3 separate regions of the Sus scrofa genome follow, and all the other regions are linked to region 1. Evidence: chromatin contacts called from public HiChIP or PLAC-seq data. All regions are on one chromosome and are shown on one strand. The core of a region is the stretch at or near the end of the contact, and the rest is flanking DNA. Distances in the headings are between cores, read along the strand shown. Region 1 overlaps LOC110255833 (a long non-coding RNA gene). Region 2 has its middle 29 kb from the start of EDNRB. Region 3 has its middle 7.4 kb from the start of EDNRB.

The links. HiChIP or PLAC-seq counts read pairs in DNA pulled down with a chosen protein or histone mark.
Region 2: an H3K27ac HiChIP or PLAC-seq map of alveolar macrophages shows a contact between it and region 1. The contact joins two enhancer-like sites. A contact is called at or near these places in 2 of 2 datasets of contacts at active chromatin or transcription factors (alveolar macrophages and skeletal muscle).
Region 3: a contact with region 1 is called in an H3K27ac HiChIP or PLAC-seq map of alveolar macrophages, with 5 times the contacts expected there. The contact joins two enhancer-like sites. A contact is called at or near these places in 2 of 2 datasets of contacts at active chromatin or transcription factors (alveolar macrophages and skeletal muscle).

What each region holds. Positions count from the first base shown.
Region 1 is chr11:50,262,906-50,267,038 of Sscrofa11.1, reverse strand. All of the region lies in intron 2 of LOC110255833 (a long non-coding RNA gene), which reads right to left. Among named protein-coding and RNA genes, the nearest start is that of EDNRB, 160 kb to the right of the region's middle. Within about 2 kb of position 1,793, at least 6 of the 83 cell types and tissues checked have an H3K27ac peak or open chromatin away from gene starts, as enhancers often do. A contact at or near this core is called in alveolar macrophages, where this site is marked.
Region 2 is chr11:50,128,921-50,132,938 of Sscrofa11.1, reverse strand. No RefSeq gene overlaps it. Among named protein-coding and RNA genes, the nearest start is that of EDNRB, 29 kb to the right of the region's middle. Within about 2 kb of position 1,333, at least 7 of the 83 cell types and tissues checked have an H3K27ac peak or open chromatin away from gene starts, as enhancers often do. A contact at or near this core is called in alveolar macrophages, where this site is marked.
Region 3 is chr11:50,106,918-50,111,473 of Sscrofa11.1, reverse strand. No RefSeq gene overlaps it. Among named protein-coding and RNA genes, the nearest start is that of EDNRB, 7.4 kb to the right of the region's middle. Within about 2 kb of position 1,758, at least 1 of the 83 cell types and tissues checked has an H3K27ac peak or open chromatin away from gene starts, as enhancers often do. A contact at or near this core is called in alveolar macrophages, where this site is marked.

The sequences.
Region 1 (4,133 bases), core at 544-3,043:
ATAGAAACTGCGCAGGCAATCGTGGAAATCCCTGATTAGTAACCAAGATGGACTTGTGATTAGCATCTGAAGCAGGGGGAGCTTGTAGGGCAGAGCTCTGTGGGGTCTGTGCCAACTCCGGGTAGACAGGGTAAGAATGGAATTTTTGGCAGGACACCACTTGGTATCTGCAAAGAATTGTAGAATGGAATGGTGTGGAAAGCCCACACATTGGATGTCAGAAGGGTTGTGCATGAAGTGGTTTTTCCTTTAAGTATTTAAATTTTTCTAGACACCTGCCCTGCTGGGTTTGGAACCTGTTTGTCTGCCCTTCTTCACTAGCCTGAAGGCTGAGCAGTGTTCCATCTGCTTTCTGTAGCCTAGAGGCACTGGTGACTGTTGAGGGCGAAAAGCCAGGGTGGAGAGGGCTCACTGGGGTTTGTGTGCATCTTTCATGGAAGGTCACCAGCTCTGCTCTCTCCCCTGGGATTTTCTTAAGTGTTCTGCATCCTTTCACCTCGTTGGGAAAAAATTTCAGTCCTGAAAGGGAATCCACTGGGGCTTTGCATTTTTCCAAAATTCATCAGGAAGTCCTGGATAATCTCAAGCCTCTCTAGTGATTTTTGGGTCTATTTCTATTGGCTCAGATAATGTGGCCATTTCGCTACAGGATATGTTCTTGATGCTTCCTAGAATAACTTTCTTATCCTCCCAGCTCAGCCTTTCTTATCCTCTGTAACCTGACAGTGTTGGGTACAGACAGATCTTAATGAGAATGCTGAGAACGGTGTTGACTCAACTTTTCTCCCCCAAATGACTACTGAGATGTGGGGGTAAAGTCTGAAGCAACTACACCAGCTCTATTCGGGAAACTGTAGTTTTTGTCTCGAATGTCACATTGTGAACGTGTTTAATTGTTGGTTAAATTTCTTTCTTTCTCTCTCTCTTTCTTTCCCTTCCTTCTTTCCTTTCCCTTTTCTTTCTTTTTCTTTTTCTTCTCTCTCTCTCTTTCTCTGAAAGAAAAAAATTGGTAATTCTACCATGAAGTAATAATCACCAACACTGAGATAGAGTTTTTCTATAATAATATAGTGGGGACTTTTATATATATATGTATATTTTAATAAAATTTCATATATATATTATTTTACCATATTAACATATAGTTTACCTTTTTCTCACTTTAAAGCACTTTTAAAATTATTTCACTTTTAGTAATAATAACAAAATAGTACCTTAAATAATTTTATATTTATCAAATATTATTTTAAATAAATATGACATTTCATTTATGAACCTAATATAATCTTTTTGACCAGTATTATACTGGTGGGTACTTAGATTTTTTCCAATGAATCCTATTCAAAATAGTGTTTAGATATACATCATACTTTAATAGTATTGCTTTTATTTCCTTCAAACTCTAAGAATTAAGCTCAAAGGATTGTTTGAGAAGGAATCTACATTCCAACGGAGGCTACAAATAGATTATCTTTCTGCAAGGTCAGTTGGCCTACCTGAGTTGGCCCACTCCTAGAATAACTATCTACAATTTTTTCTAAGAACTAACTTTTGGAGCTAAAAAGGACTGTATGCGAGAATACGTAGTTGCTGCATTTAATACATTTCCAAATGGGCATATACCAATAGCTTTGTATCTTAAGCCTCAAGACAAAGATCCTGAATTGTAAAAACGTGGCTACACAGCTGGTAGTAACTGTGACTCATGTGTTTTGTCAGATCAGGAGACACCGAGCTTTCAGTCTCATGACTGAAAGTGGTATTCAAAGGTCTAAGATTGCATTTAGGGCACAAAAAAAGTGCTATGTCATACATACCAATATTGCTAGCCTAAGGAGCGATGCCATGGCATGTAGCAGCAGCCCCTTGAAAAATAGCAAACTCATGATTTGTTTCTTGTTTTGTCCCAACCACAAGGACACTTCTCTTTCTCCCCAGCTTGGAGGTGGGGGGGGGTACCCTCAGGAACTCATGAATTTGTCCGGATGCAGCCATCTGCAAGGTCATCCCACAAACACTAACGTCTGCCAGGGACTTGGGGAGGGCAGTTCTGAAGGGAAGTTGGAGGACAAAAGGAAGGGGGCTATTGCTCAATCTTGACTTTCTTTCAGCATTAGTGCTGGGTCATCCCCCACCAAGCACCAGCAATGAAACAAGCCTCTGTTGGTCAAGATACTGTCATTGTGACAGTACCCCAGGAATCTGGGAGCTCCTGGCCACAAGGCGCATGATTCCCCTCATTCCAGGTTGGATGGAGTCACATTTGTTGTAGTTCTAGAGCTACTTTATTAATATAGTTCAGGCGCCTCACAGAGAGAAACGGCTCATGGACTTCACTTTCTGGGGACAGGGAGTTCCCCAAACCACAGAGATGCTAGAGGGGATCCCAAGTTTCTGTCTCTCAAGCAAACTACCCACTTCTGACCCTGCCTAAAATTTTTTTCATATTGGAACATAATTCTTCTCACTCGGTATTATTTTGAGGGCTTATCTTACATATTTTCATATCGAAAAATTCCAGCCCCACACAGACATGCCCACAAAGTGACTCTTGAACAGCTTATTCAGTAAAGTCACAAGAAAGGCAGATGCATCAGTACGTCTCCTGAGAATGTTGTGAGAACTGATGCATCTTTGTCTGCCCATCACTTCAAATAAAGCCAAGTCTGTTGAATGAATAAAGCAGTGAAAGAGAATCGAGAGACATACATAAGCAAGTCAGTCTGCTTCTAAGAACAGAAAGTAGTGGTTACTCAAGAATAGCCATCTTTTCCAACCTGTGATCGTTCTCTGTTACCCAGAACACCCTGCTTCAGCTCTGGCAGATAAGAGAAACTGGAAGAGGCTTTTTTCAATCAATCAGTGAATTTATATGTTATTAAGTCCAGCCAGCTCTGTACTAGATGATGACTTAGGAAGGTTCACAAATGCATCAACACACGTTAACACGCATACAGGTAAGTCTCTGTTGTCATCAAGTCATTTGGAAAATGCTAAACCTATTGGGGAGGGGTAGTGTTTAATGTTTGGGATGCTCTTCCTTAAAACTGGGGCTGCACAGCAAATGCAGTTTTTGCTTTGGAGGATCCTGAGATAAATTTAAAAAAAAGGTAGGCAATGTAGATACGGTGTGGACAGAGGAAGTAAGCAGTTGTTCAACGAGAGGCCCACACCAGAAGACAACAGGGAAGACTCGCTAAGATAGAGGCACTGACTCACGTCAAGCTGCCCCTCACATGCACAGTCATTAGAGGTCTCCACTGGCACAAAGTGTGGGGTTTTGTTACCTGCTATAACAAACAGATCCAAGAAATGCATGATGGATCTTACTCAGAAGCAGTTTATGTCTTGCAACCCAACACAATTAACCAGGTGAATGAACAGTGTGGTGTGGACAGAGGTTCTGCCATCATCAACACGTGACATGCATGTCTCAGATCATCTCCATTCTAACTGCCTGGAAGTATGGAGGAGCACATGTGGGACATTTTTAAGGAATCAGGCCTGAGATGACACATTTCACATTCTGTTGTCGCAACATTCAGTCTCAAGGGTAGTTGAGAAATAAGGTCCAGCTGAGGACACACAGTGAAAGGAGGAGTTATGTTCTGGTGAGCAGCTTAAGGTCTCTGTCTTTTGGATATTCTTTTAATTATATCAGATCAGATAACGATACTCCCACACAGGGCTAAGTAATCCAGAGAAGAGATGACAAGAGACAGCCTTTGAGTGTTCACAATGTGCTAGGTACTGTTCTCTGAGCTACACATGTATAATTTAATTCAACTTGCACAAAATTTTGAGGTATGTAATGCAATTATCTCCACATCCACACAGATGAGGCACGAAAGACCAAGAAAAGGTAAGCAATTTTCCCACAGTGCATAGCTAGCAGGTAGCAGAGCCAGGAATCCAGCTAGACTCACTTTGGAGACTGCATCTATAAGCAGAGAGGTAGATCAGTAGGTAGGTGAATATATCCTTCACTCAAGACACTTGCAATCTCATTGGAAATATATAATCACCATGCATGGAAAAATAATAAGCCATATACAGGGTCAAGTCTTGGGCATCACGCTCTGGAAATTACATTAGGAGGAGTTATGGAAGTGAAAGCAACCTGGGTAACTGGG
Region 2 (4,018 bases), core at 84-2,583, 130 kb after region 1:
AACCATTTCTCACCCTGGCAAGTGTGGAAATAAATCATTTATGTAAACTTGAAACTGCCTGGTGTGATTTTTATAGAAATAACAGTGGCAGTTCAACAATGGAGCTGAGGGTGGGGGTGCCAACGGTTATAAATACATCACTAATAACGTCAGTGTATTTCCCTTGTCTTCCCCACAACTATCTCTGGGGAAATAAAAACTCGGCTACTAGTTGGCCTGAATTCCTGTCATTGTCCTCTACACATCGGCCTCTCTAGTCTCAGGCTTATGACCTGCGGGCTCTTATCATCCTGCTTGTCACACACAGCCACTGCCATAGAAATGAAGTCGATGGAGAAGGGACATTTTTTTTTCTTATATAGGAGAGGCAAATGACTCCTGAACTCAGCAATAAATCAGGGTGAACCAAAACAAGGGAACAGAAGGACACATCTCAGCTGGAAAAACTGAAGGTTTCCAGAGGAAACGATATTAAATATAAACCCTTTCCTATGTGTTGATAACTATATTTGCTTGAGTTTCTAAACCATTGAAAGTGATAACACATCTAGCTTTACACCACGCCAAGTGTATCATTTCCTTCCTTCTCCCCTCTGCCCCACACCCTCCCCCATGCCCAACATCTAAGAAAAAAGCTGAGGACAGCAAACTCTACAAGATTATACTCTTTTTAAAAAGAAAGTTTTATCAAAGTCTAGTTGATTTACAATCTTGTGATAATTTCTGCTATACAACCAAGTGACTCAGATATACATATACACACATTCATTCTTTTTCAAATTCTTTTCCCATATAGATTATCACAGAATATTGGGTAGAGTTCCCTGGGCTATCCAGCAGGTTCCCACTGGCCAGTCATTTTGTATACCTCAGTGTGCATATGCCACTCCCAAGATTATACTCTTTTTTCTTCCTTTTTTTTTTTTTTTTTTGTTTTTTTTGTTTTTACAGCTGCACCTGTGGCATATGGAAGTTCCCGGGCTAGGGGTCAAATCAGAGCTGCAGCTGAGGCCAACACCAGATCCTTAAGCCACCGAGCAAGGACAGAGATCACACCTACATCCTCACGGACACTGTGTTGGGTTCTTAACCTGCTGAGCCACCAAAAGAACCCCCAAGATTATGCTCTTGAACATTAGTCTGGCTTATCCTGAGAGATTTTTGCCATTTTCTTTACATAACACCTGTTCTAGAGAGAAGCACGTATGCAATGTTTCTGCAGGACTTCTGCATTTGATTTCTCTGATGTTTCTACATGTATATAATAGCCCAGATGTTTGTGGCTTTTGAAAGTGGCTTATTTTGTAATTATTAGAGCTTCAGACATGAGTCAGGATTTGTAGCTAAATCTCAGGGAATGACTAATGAGGTCATTGTGGTAAACCATGAGTGTCTTACCTCGGATAGTTCCTCTAGCTGTGTCATATTTGAGTCTGTTTCTGATGTCTGCTTTGTCTCTTCAGATTGTGTTGTTTCTTGGCATTTTGCATGCCTCATGGTAGTTTGTTGAAAGCTGGACATAATGTACCAGATAATGGAAACTGAGTGAAAAAAAAAACGCCTTTAATGTGAGGTTTTCTGTTGATCTACTTAGAAGTTGGAGTGTGTTTAGTATTTGCTGTAGCCTTAGGTTCCAGAGACTTCAAATGCTTATAGTAGCCTAGATTTTGGTCTCCTCTATTGACTTGGTATTCCCTAAGTACTCTTTCTTAGAGAGTCTGAATTTTGCAGCTTTCAGCTATAACCCACTGTTGTATTCAGGCTTCTGTTCCAGGGAAGCAGGTTTTGGCTATACCTCTCTGGATTTGCCAGTCTCTACAGATTTTGGTATGATAGTTTGCCCTGGGAGTTCAGTACTCTGATGGGTCCACGAAAAGTTGTTTTCAGTAATAACCTCTAAGTTCTTTACAAATGTCGGAGCAAAAGAAATGTCCCCATTTCTGTCTTAGGAATCAGAAAATAGATGCATTTGTTTAAGTTGTTTAATGAAAAAGAGCCCGGAATGCAACAATTTGTATCTACTAACCCCAAACGCCCAGTCCATCCCCCTCCCTCCCCTTCCATTGCAAATCAACTATACTTTAATAAAAAAGATTTTTAAAAGAACCCTGAGTTCCCTGGTGACCTAGCAGTTAAGGACTCTGTGTATACTACTTCTTCCACTCTGTCTTTTGAAATTCTACTCATCTTTTAATTAATGATAACTTCCTTAATCTATCAATTCTATGTAAGTTTCTGTCTTTGAACTGCACAACCCTTTATTTATACCTTTATTATGCATGTAACATACTCTGCCTTTTATTTAAATTTAGGTTCACCTACTTTATCTCTTGTAGTAAGAGAGCTCTAAATTCTCTTAAGATGTAATTTATACATGGTGCCTTATACAGTGTAAAAACTTGTCCATCTAATGCATGAAGGGAGGAGATGAAGTTTGTGTACAGGGAGCAGTGCGTTCTCAAAGCCCATTGATTGATATAATCTCAGAGTTGATAGGAATCACACATGTCCAAGGCAGCATATTAGATGGATGCATTCAGGGAATGGATCCTGCTGGCCCCTACTCTAAATGGATTCAGTATCCAGGGCCCAGCATTCACTCACCCTCTGTGAATAACTCTCCCTTGGGAGCATCACTGCTCATGCTGCGGCTCTTTGGACATCTTTCTATCCAGTCATACCACCTGGTAAATATCTCTCAAGTTTACTCCCATAAGATTGGCATTTTAGCTTCCAAATGATCCAGGAGTTTCACTTTGCAATCTATCCTCCAGACTGTTTAAGTGTGAAATAAGACAGAGCATTCTATGAGTTTCACTGTTTAGTTTCTGAGTGGTCATTTGGTTGGACCTTGACTGTTTCCAACGTTAGGGCTTCATTTTCTTGGATTTTCCGAAATTTCCTGTCTCTCCCAAACTGGTTTCAGTGTAAAAGAAAAAAACTCTAGCATAGAAATTTTAAAAAGCAAATGGCTTGTCTTCTTAGAAAAAAAATTTCTTAAAATTTTCTGGAAACTTTCTAAAAAAATCTGTTTACTTATTCAAAACTCTAGCATCTTAGCTCAAGATTGTGGCTATATTTCTGATTACTGAAGTCAAGATATAAAGAAATAATGCAGCTTAAAAATCCATGGAGGAGAAGCTAAGATAATGAAGGGGAATTTGAGACTTCCACAAGGAAAAACCAAAAATAATTAGAGCTCATAAATCAGGAATGATAAAGGTTGAGAGGAGGATGAGATAAAAATGTATAAAACCATTAAGTTATTGAAAAGAGGGGGAAAAAACATGGCTGAGTGACTACATTTTAGAACAATAAAACTAGGGAACACCCTTGAAAATTTGAGTGAAATCAAAAGTAGTACTATTTATGAAATACCTCAACTGATAAAATTACCTCAATACAGCCCCATGAAAAATGAAATAGGCTAAAGAAAAGTTTAAGTAAAGAAATAGATGAGTTAGACAGATTATAAAGAGAAAAATGAAATCCACAAGTATGTAATAAACCTCTATTGTTATGGAATTACCCAAACAGCAAGACTTGTTTAATGTCATGGTTTTAATAATAGTCCAAGTTCTAGTTCTAAGTGAAGATTTAATATAATAAGATATATATAATCTAAGAGGTTCATGTTTGTCTGTATATTAGAAATAATTTACCTAAATTATCTTATCTATTCAGTAAAGTATTGCTCTACAGGATAAGGCACGTTATACATTTTCAGGTAGTTAAATCAAAGAACAGCTTTTGTAAGAGAAAGATGAGCATTTAACTAGATTGTAATGACTACAATATGTAGTGATTGCATAAGTCAGAAATTGATTTCTATTTTAGACTGACTTTGCCTTAAATGGCAAGCTAACCATTTCCAGCAAAGAAAGAGCTTTTACACTAGCAATGACAATTTATAATATATTGGGCAGATTTTTGCAAAATAGTAAATACTCCCTGAACTATTATTCATATAATAGTGTAAACTCATTAAAGAGTAATCAAATCATCTAAGAGAAAATTT
Region 3 (4,556 bases), core at 509-3,008, 160 kb after region 1:
GATACTTGGGAGATTCTCTTAAATAATTTGGTGAAAAATTACAGTTTGCCTTTGCTTCTTAGCTCTTGAGCAAACTGAGCTTTTCCAAACTAAAGGTAAGGATCCCATTGTTCTCAGACTTGATCTTCTCTCGACTTCCGAGAAGCTGTATTATGTCTGGAATCCCAAGGAAAAAGAGCCGGTTTTGTTTTTCAGGCAAATCTATTTGCACTTATATATTTCAGGTTGAATAACATAAATATGTATTTTTAGAGCTCATTTTAAGCCAAACACATTGTTGATGCCTCCAGTGGTAAACATTTTCAGGAAAAGACGTTCTTGGAAACAAAGCTCCTTAAAATATCATGTACTCTGGCTAATTTTACACCAAAATAAAACACTACTGTGAAAAAATATAAAATATTTGGTAGCAATACCAAAACCACCCTGTGGTAAACAAGAGCGATGGAATAGTTCCTCAAAATATTTCTTGGTGTTAAAGGAGGACCACCAAAGATCAGGTCACTTGGCTCTTGACATAAGACAATGGGTGACATTACAGCTTTGAAATATATAATGATATATTACAGTCATATATAGTATTAAATCCACACATATATGTACATATAATAAAAGTGGTAGCTCCAAATTTTCATAAAAGATTAATTGATTTGTTTGCCTTCTTGCTTAAATATAAAAGATTATATGCTGAGTTCCCGTCGTGGCACAGCAGAAACAAATCCAACTAGGAACCACGAAGTTGCAGGTTCAATCCCCGGCCTCGCTCAGTGGGTTAAGGATCCGGCATTGCCGTGTGCTGTGGTGTAGGTCACAGATGTGGCTCAGATCTGGCGTTGCTGTGGCTGTGGTGTTGTCTGGCAGCTGTTGCTCCGATTCGACCCCTAGCCTGGGAACTTCCATGTGCCGCAGGTGCGGCCCTAAAAAGCAAAAAGCAAAAAATAAGTAAATAAATAATTATATGTAGCTGAGTAACAAAAATCTTTTTCTACAAATGCTTGAGTCCCTCACAAGATATGAATTATTCATTGTGAATATCTAGATGAATGGATAGATGGATGTAGATAGAAGAAAAGAAGTTATGACAATCTGAAGATGTTATAGCTCTTACTCAGGATAAATTTTATCCAAAGCACCCCAGTGATGATAACCATTCACATACGTTTTCAATGACCTTGCAATTGGAAAAATATCAGGAAAACATTTCTATGAAGTTCCTGATTGCCAAATTCACCTAAATACCAGGGTTAGTCTCTTACCGAATTGTCAAAAAGGGGAAATTTGTCTTAAATCTGTCTTGAGCACTCCCACACTTATTAACCCTTGACCTGGTTTCTAGACCCAGACTTCCCCAATCCTCACAACCCCCCACATGGATCTGCTAATATCCTTCTTATGTGATTTCAGGCCTGCCCAGTTCCTACACCAATCAAGAGCAAGTTCTGAGCCCAACAGTATAGTTCAAGAGTTCAACCCTCAACCCACCTCAACTTGAAATTTTCTGAAATACTCCAACTCCCAAGTCAAGGACTTGAGGGCTCAGTGCTCCTGTAGTGATCCTTGAATCTCTAACTTCTACCGCCAGGAACAGAGAGCTAGGCAATGAAGAAGTTTTCTGGAGTTCCCATTGTGGCTCAGTGGGTTAAGAACCTAATTAGTATCCAGGAGGATGCGTGTTCAAACCCTGGTCTTGCTCAGTGGGTTAAGGATCCAGGGTTACTGCAAGCTGCAGTGTAGGTCAGAGATGCGGCTTGGATCTGATGTGACTGTGGCTGTGGCGTGGGCTGGCAGCTGCGGTTCAGATTTGACCCCTAGCCTGGGAACTTCCGTATGTGCAGCCTGAAAAAAAAAAAGAAAAAAAAAAACAAGTTTTCTGTTGAAGATAAGAAAAGGATAGATACGTTATATACACTGTGTCGTGTATGTGTGTGAATGTGTCTGTTTTAACTAGCTCAAAGCCATCAAAGATTTAACAAGGTAATGAATTATTGAGCCAGGTTCTCAGAGAAATGAGAAAACCAGAGAAGTAAGCCTGTCATTTTGAGGCTGCTTTTGCTGCCTCCAGGCATTGGCCAATGAGGTGTGGAAAGAGGCAGTTTCTTTCCAGCCTTGCAGAGCTAGGAGGACAAAAGTTGGGGAGTCCTGGACATACCATGAGTGGGGACCCTGGTAAATGTCCTTGAGTTGGGATTGCAATGCAAAGGCATTGCCTCTTAAGACTAAGTGTGGGAAATAAGTGAGCTTTCACATGAGCTAAGACTCAGCTTCACATTGTGGGCCAGCAGCATTCATGCAGGTCCCCAGGCGTTCCCACCTGCTAAAGTTCTGCTAAAACTCCCAGCAAATGGTTCCTGCCCCGTAGTTTTTCTGCTCACCAGTCCCAGGCTGTGTTTTCCCATTTGCCATGACATGAGGATTAGGTTTCAACATATGAATTCTGGAGGCACTCATTCAGTCTACACATTTTCACTGCATTGTTATTCACAATAGCCAAGAGGTGGTAGCAACCCAATGTCCGTGGACAGAAGAACAGATACACAAAATGTGGGAAATACATGCAGTGTAATATAATAGAATATTATTCGGCCTGAGAGAGAGGCTACAATACATGGATGAATCTTGAGGATATTATGCTAACTAAATAAACTAGTCACAAATGGTAATTGCTATATGGGATCTAAAGCAGTAAAATTCATAGGAACATTAGAACAGTGGCTACCACAGCCTGGGAGGAGAGGCCAAATGTACTGAGTTTCAATTTTGCAAGATGAAAACTGGAGATCTATAACAATGCCAGTGAACGGAACACTTACGAATGATTAAGATGGTAAATTTTATGATTTGTGTTTTTAATCACAATAAAAAAATAAACAGTGTAGAGTTTCAAAGGATGAGCCACTCATTGGATTCCCTATTACTATAGTCCACCTGCCTCTCTGCCTGCTACCTGGTACCCACTGCCTCTGCAATGGCCCCTCAAATGCCAGCCTTGCATCGGGACCAGCACCCCTTGAAGGAAGTATGTCTTTTTTTCATTTCCTGTGAGAGCATGTGAGTAATTTCATTTCAATAACCCATAGCTGATAAAACCATTTCAGAATCCCTGTTTCCACAGGTAGAAATAACTGTTCTTTGAGGGCCCGAAAGAGAAGAGACAATTCTTTGCACATCCATCCTTAAAGGAGATGCCATTAACAACCTTACAAGTTGGGCACAGCTTCGAAAGCCCCTGATGATCCCTCACCTTAACAAAGACGCTGTAATTCTGAGCTATTTCGTTTCCTTTAGCATGAAGATCAAATTATTTGTCTAATGCAGGGTACATGAACTTTCAGGAAATTCAGTGCTTCTCTTTACATTTCATTTCGAGTAGTCCTACTCTCCTACAACTAGATCGAAATGGATAGGAAACTTTTTAAAGATGTCAGAATGTTTGTTTGTTTGTTCATTTGTTTTTCGGGGTTTTTTTTTTTTTTTTTTTTTTTTTTGGCCATGCCCACAGCATGTGGAAGTTCCCCAGCCAAGGATTGAACCTGTGCCACAGCAGTAAGGGGAACCACTGCAGTGACAATGCCTTAACTTGATGAGTCATCAGGGAGCCCCAAGATATCAGAAGATTTTGATTGAAAAGATTTTCATTAAAACTCAGACCTCAATTTTTAGCATAAATGAAATAAAATAGCTCATTGATTAAATACAATTTTGAAAAAAAGCCTACTGCAGAAATTCTTTTTCTGGTCTCCTAGAACACTCTTTTTTGTACTGCAAAGAGCTTTTCTTTAAGAAAACAGCAATTCTCCTTTATTCAGCAGTGAAGCGTTATATTCCCAACTTTCTCTCTCTCCTCTCTTTCTAACTTCTATTGACTATTTCACACCCTTTTGGACATATCATTAGGATATTAAAAGACTGGAAATAAGGGAAGGTGAAAATTAAAGACAATAGTTGAAGTTAGAGGAAATGATCCAGAAGCTCATCATAAGTTTTATCCCAATGAAATAACAGCCTCCCAAAGGCATGTCTTAGACGTGATGAAAGTATCTAATATCAAGGATATTAGATGTATGACCTAAGAATAATTTCTGTAAATGTCAAGAGTGCACTGGCAAAGCGAGAAAACCCAGGTTGGGCTGCCTGCTTACAGGGAATTTCTAATACATTTTTAAGTTGTGCCAGATAGTTCTTGTGAACAGCTTAAGGATTTTGTAGACCAAGTTACACTCATTTTTTTCTTTGACTGACAATCGTGTCAAAAAAAATACATCAAAGAAAGGAATATAAAAATTACTTAAGCCATAAGCAGGAGAGTAAATCCTTTAATTGAATCCTTTAATTAAAGTAGACTATAGCCTAAAGTAGCTGAATTATGTTGCTTTTCTCAGACAGGAAAAAAAAGAAAAGGAAATGTGGCCTTCCTATTTCTCATATTTTCTATAAGTAGAAAAGAAATAATTATGTCTTATTTCTAGTTACTCTTAGGCTATCAAATTTTCATTACTTTAAAGGGATTATCAAGCAATCATCAATACAATTTCAAAGCTGAGATTCTCTCAGTTATA